Linked DNA regions of Zea mays: region 2 is linked to region 1. Evidence: chromatin contacts called from public Hi-C data. All regions are on one chromosome and are shown on one strand. Each heading gives the region's core, a stretch centred on a gene start, on an enhancer-like site or on the middle of the called end of the contact. The rest is flanking DNA. Distances are from core to core; before and after follow the strand shown. Region 1 holds the start of LOC100381559 (putative calcium-dependent protein kinase family protein). Region 2 holds the start of LOC109944846 (filament-like plant protein 3).

Region 1 (2,798 bases), core at 64-2,563:
AATTTTCCTATGGCGTGCCAATATTAGTTTTCCAAGGCACTGCGATCAGGTTAAAATGTGGCTCTTATGTTCTTACCTTTATTTTAAAGCCTAGTTGTCATTTTTCTACCGGCGTATCAAAACGGAGAGGTTGCACTTGTTCTGCTTAAAAACTACTCCTACCTTGTATATGTAAATTTGCCCTACTTGTTTTTAGTTCTATATGATTTTAATAACATCTATTTTACACATTTGGACAAACAAAAGAGCTCCTTCAGCGTCTAGGGATTGACATTGGACGGGAGTTGACTCGAGATGAAATCAATTTACAATTATTTCAAATATAAGCAAACTTTAACAAGTTACACATGCTTAGGGGGTGTTTGGTTTCTAGGGACTAATGTTTAGTCCCTAGATTTTATTCCATTTTAGTTCCAAAATTACCAAATATAGAAACTAAAACTTTATTTTAGTTTCTATATTTAGCGATTTATACACTAAAAAAGAATAAAATGAAGGGACTAAACATTAGTCCCTAGAAACCAAACACCCCCTTAATTAACCATCGATGCAAATTAGGAGAGTTAGAATAAAACCAGGGGTTAGTATAATATTTTATTTTTTAACAACTTATTTGCTTTTACCTAACTCAACTGAGTGTGAAACTGGTGAAAACAGTGGCTACAAATTTAAAAAATTCAAGGTAAAATCACAAAAAATACAAGAGTAAAATCAGAATTAGTATTAAAGCAGGGGTAAGAACATTAATGTCCTAATTAAACTAGTGAGGTAGATAATACCTTCGTATTTGGAAAGACTTTTAGACCGAAAGGATAATAAAAAACCTACAAAACCATAATATCTTGTTTGGATGTAGATATTAGTGTACGGAATTTGGAATTAGAATCCACTTTCCAGAATTCTATTGTTTGGTTACATATGAAATTGAGATTTGGAATCGAAGATCTAATTCTCTGGAATTGGACTATAATTAAAACTCTCTCTCCCAATGCAGAGAGCATCACTCCATTGCGTGGAATTGAACCACACAATTCCAAATTACAATTCAGTGATATTCAAATAATAGAATTAAAATTACATCTCATTTTAATATCATGACTGATTTAATATTGAATCCAATTCAATTCTATATCTTCTAATATTGACATCCAAAAGTAGGAGTGTATAACTGTATATATTTGATTAAACAGATCCAGTAAGTGAGTGGCAAGAGATACTTGGATAATAAAGGGAGGAAAACAAATTAAATTATAATAAAACAACTAGAAAGGGAAGTTTCCGACCACGTCGTCTTCCTCCTGTCTCCCCCTCTCCTCCGCCACTAACCAAGGAGGCGAAGACGATAACCACCGACGTGCCTTCCTCCCCACATGCCCTAGCGATCCGTTCTCATTTGCAGACCCAATCCAAGCCCAGAGCAATCACCAAGCCTGGCAGATTAGATTTCCACCCTCACATGGAGGAAAAATCCAACCTTCGCATGTGACCTCTATTTAAATCCCCGCAAGAATCGATCAATCAATCCAAAAGGGTGCAGGAAAACAGAGCAATCCCGTTGCTTAGCGTGTTCGCCTTGCCGTTGGCGTCTCTTCTCCGTTCCTCGGCACGCGTAGGCCCATAAACCTCCGCTAAAGCTCCTTTGTCGCGCCCATTTCGTCAGCCATTTCCCAGATTCCCCATAGGCGAGGGTTCCCGGGCTGAGATCCAATCTTTTCAGTTGTTCGGTTTCAATCGGTGTAAATTCCTCCAGAAAGAAACCTAGAATCGCCCCCCCATAGTTGGAAAAGGTTTCCATTTCTGACCGGTTGTCGAGCCTGGCTACGTTTTGCCGAGCAAAGGCAGGGCGTCCGTTCGGTTACGGTTCTTGATCCGGCGAGGGACCGCCGCTGCCGAAGGCAATGCAGCCGGACCCGCAAGGCCCGGGCAGGGGGAAGGCGGGCGGCGCCAATGCGCACCCGCGGCTGCCGCCGCCGGTGACGGCGGGGTCGGCTGGGCGGCCGGCGTCGGTGCTGCCGCACAAGACGGACAACGTGCGCGACCACTACCGCATCGGGAAGAAGCTGGGGCAGGGGCAGTTCGGCACCACGTACCAGTGCGTGGGCAAGGCGGACGGCGGCGAGTACGCGTGCAAGTCCATCCCCAAGCGCAAGCTGCTGTGCCGCGAGGACTACGAGGACGTGTGGCGCGAGATCCAGATCATGCACCACCTCTCCGAGCACCCCAACGTCGTCCGCATCCGCGGCGCGTACGAGGACGCGCTCTTCGTCCACCTCGTCATGGAGCTCTGCGCCGGCGGCGAGCTCTTCGACCGCATCGTCGCCAAGGGCCACTACACCGAGCGCGCCGCCGCGCAGCTCATCAAGACGATTGTCGGGGTGGTGCAGGGGTGCCACTCGCTTGGCGTCATGCACCGGGACCTGAAACCGGAGAACTTCCTCTTCGCGAGCACCCCTGAGGATGCCCCGCTCAAGGCCACTGATTTTGGGCTTTCCGTGTTCTACAAGCCCGGTGCGTATATATGCAATGCTATTTGGTCTGAAATTTTGTGCCTCCAACAGCTTCCCAATATCATCTCTTATCCCCATAAACGTGTGGAGATGCATTGCTCCATCTCCCAATATTTGTCATTTCATTCTTTATATCCCCAGTAGCACTCTATTATTTTTGGTGTTACCAAAAAATCTTTCATCTTCTGCATCTCCACTAAGGCCCTAATATCATCATATACACCACGGTAACTGTCACGGTGAGGTGGCCGTCCTAGAGGAAGATCACTGATGGTCACTGTCAGACCTTGG
Region 2 (2,700 bases), core at 72-2,571, 400 kb after region 1:
TTTAGAGATGATGGGAGATGGCTCTGTTTTCCTGCTCCCTGCAGCTGGTTTTCGCAGCCACCACAACGCTGCTGCCGACATTGTTTTTTTGTTGATGATTTTAGACAGTAGTAATACACATGCAGGAGCGGAGCACAGCAGCAACAGTATACATGCATGGGCCTAGACTGTCAACCAACTGTTTCAGTTCTTTAGAGCATACTTACTAGTATTTAGATTAGGGGACTTTTTTCCTTAGATTTAGGGTGCTACACACGTCCTCATCCTTGTACGTACAGTTCAGCTCTGCCTCACAAAGGTTTACGATTGCGTCAGTTCATTCATTCATTCACTCATTCATTCATCCTAGGAAGTGGTGCCTCTGCTGGCTTCTCCAATAAAATAAAAGTAACAGGACAAAGAAACGATGCCTCTACGGCTCTACTTATACTGGACGGCGTTCCGTTGCCGTTGCCGTTGCCGTTGCGTGGCGTACCCATGCGGCCCTCTGCAGGCTGTGCTTGGCACGTGGCCGCCGACGGTTCCTCGGCTCACTCCCCAAGGGCGGAGGGAAAAGGTCGCTGGTGGTGTGGGGTCGGGGACTGACAAGCGGACGGCAAGTCGGCAACCGTGTTTGGTTCAGCTTTTTTCTGACCAGCTTTTCTGAGAATCTGACTGTGAGGAGAATCTGGCTGTGGGAAGAATCTGAGTATTATTAGGATTACGTGCGGAGGAGATAAAGATGTTCATAAGGCTCAGGATCTAGAAAGTGACGGATTCCTACTATTGCAACAACTCAACCGATTATATGTTTATGTTGATTTTGAATAGTTTTTACCTAAACGAATTTTATAGAAGCTGACTGAAAAGCTGACGCGTTTGGCAGTCCGCAGCAGCTTTTGGTGGCCAGAAGCTGCAAAAAGCTGAAACAAACAGGGGCGTCGTCAGGTGCACGAAAACAGCCCAGAGCTGCCTGCACTCAACTCTCAACGCTCACCTTTTTTTTATATACACGTCTTAAAGATAAACAGAACAAAAATTGGACAGGAATCCCGCGTACCTGGTCTGACCTCGTAACCCGTCGCTGCGGACGATCTCGCAATCAGGCGATTCTTTCACGACTAGTAATGTAGCAGTGGTAGTACTAGTTAGTAAATGAACTACTACTTCACCCAACAATGCACTGTACTATTTGCTCATCCTATTCCGAGCAGAACAGAACAGAACGCCACCACCGCCACCAGTCTGCTACGGGGGGACCAAGAGGAAAAGCGCAGCAGGTGGCCTGCTGGTTTGCTTTGCTTGTCGATTCGATTTGAGCGACCCCGGGCGGGACTGGGAGGGAGAGGGAGACGCCAATGGCGCTGCCTCGTATTCCGACCGTGTACTGCTGCCGATAATAGTAGTACCACCAGTACCAGTAGTCCAGTACCAGTACTACTGCTACTCCATTTCCTGTCTCTCTCTCATTTTTTTTTCTTGCTGATTTCGGGTCCGACGGCTTTGGATCCTCGCATTTATCGCTCGCTCCGATGCACTGCACCATCGGCCCGTCGCACGCGCGCATCGCCTCGCCACCCCAGTCGCCTCGAGGCCCGGGAGCATTCGAGGACGTGAACGTGAGGTGGGGCGCGGTGCCGGTGCGGTGGTGCCCTTTCGCCTGCCTTTTTATCCCCCCAGGCTCGTGTTCTTGTCCGCCTTCGCTTGTTCCTTGCGCTCTCCTCCCCTTCCGTTCTCCTCTCTCTCTCTCTCTCTCTCTGCTCTGCCGTCCAGTGAGCAGTGAGCTGGCCGGGCACCGGGCGTTGCCGCTTTTCCGATCCCACCTGTGCCCCGCTGTCCTACTGACCAAAAGCGGAGTTAGGGAGGTAGATGAGAGAGACCCTGTGAGCTGATGGAGTCGAGTTCTTTCACTCAGAGGAGAGAGAGAGAGAGAACTCCATTGTCCTTGTGCGTTCGCTCTTGTGATGCCCGGCATTCTCCGTGCACTCGTTCAATCCCGCCCACTCCCAGGTATGTAGTATCTATCAAGGAAATGCTTCTCCCCCTCCCCGCTAGTCGTCCTTGCTTCTTGCTGCCTCGCCATACTCTTGTGACGCCATTGGCGGCGGCGGATTCCTCTCGCGGGGTTTAGGTGGTTGCTCCCAGACTGCGCCATGCGCTTAATAGGTCCGCCCCGTCTGTCTTCGCTCGCGCCTCCCCTCCATGTTCGCCGCCGATGGATTTTCGTTTCTCTGCTCCCTCCCTCCCTCTTCAACTGGGGAACGGGGAGTCGTCGGTGGCCACGAGTTTGTTACTATGTTTTTTTTATTATTTTCTTCTTCTAGTAATTCGAACAGAGGTTGAGAATTGTACTTGGGCGCTCTTCGCGAGTACTTTTCGTTGACACTGTAGCTCTGACGCGACAGGGGCGTACTTTTAAAAGAATTCGGTTCTGTTTGGTTCGTGCTAAGTTAGTTAAAGTATGGCAAGTTAGTGAACCAAACATAAGCATCTGGATGCTTATGTTGTATTTTGTATGGCCTCATTCTACCAGGACCAAGGAATCTGGATGCTTATGCTGTATCAGCGTGTTAGTTTCAGTTGACACAATAGTCTGACACAGAAATATCAGCTGTTCTCTGCCTTTGGAGTTTGGACCATAAGCATCTTTCACAATTTGTTATCATATATATATTTTTTTCATCAAGTTATAATTGTATACTGCATGTTTTTTTAAGAAAA

The links. A called contact is a pair of places that touch in the nucleus more often than the background predicts.
Region 2: a contact with region 1 is called in a Hi-C map of tassel, with 4 times the contacts expected there. The contact joins the promoter of LOC109944846 here to the promoter of LOC100381559 in region 1. A contact is called at or near these places in 5 of 25 Hi-C or Micro-C datasets (bundle sheath, ear, endosperm and 2 more).

Annotation. Positions count from the first base shown.
Region 1 is chr3:142,512,527-142,515,324 of Zm-B73-REFERENCE-NAM-5.0, forward strand. LOC100381559 (putative calcium-dependent protein kinase family protein) reads left to right here and starts at 1,314. Exons shown (of 7, transcript NM_001174384.1): 1 at 1,314-2,508. The coding sequence starts at 1,899.
Region 2 is chr3:142,914,763-142,917,462 of Zm-B73-REFERENCE-NAM-5.0, forward strand. It overlaps LOC109944846 (filament-like plant protein 3), which reads left to right and starts at 1,322. Exons shown (of 5, transcript XM_020550321.2): 1 at 1,322-1,989.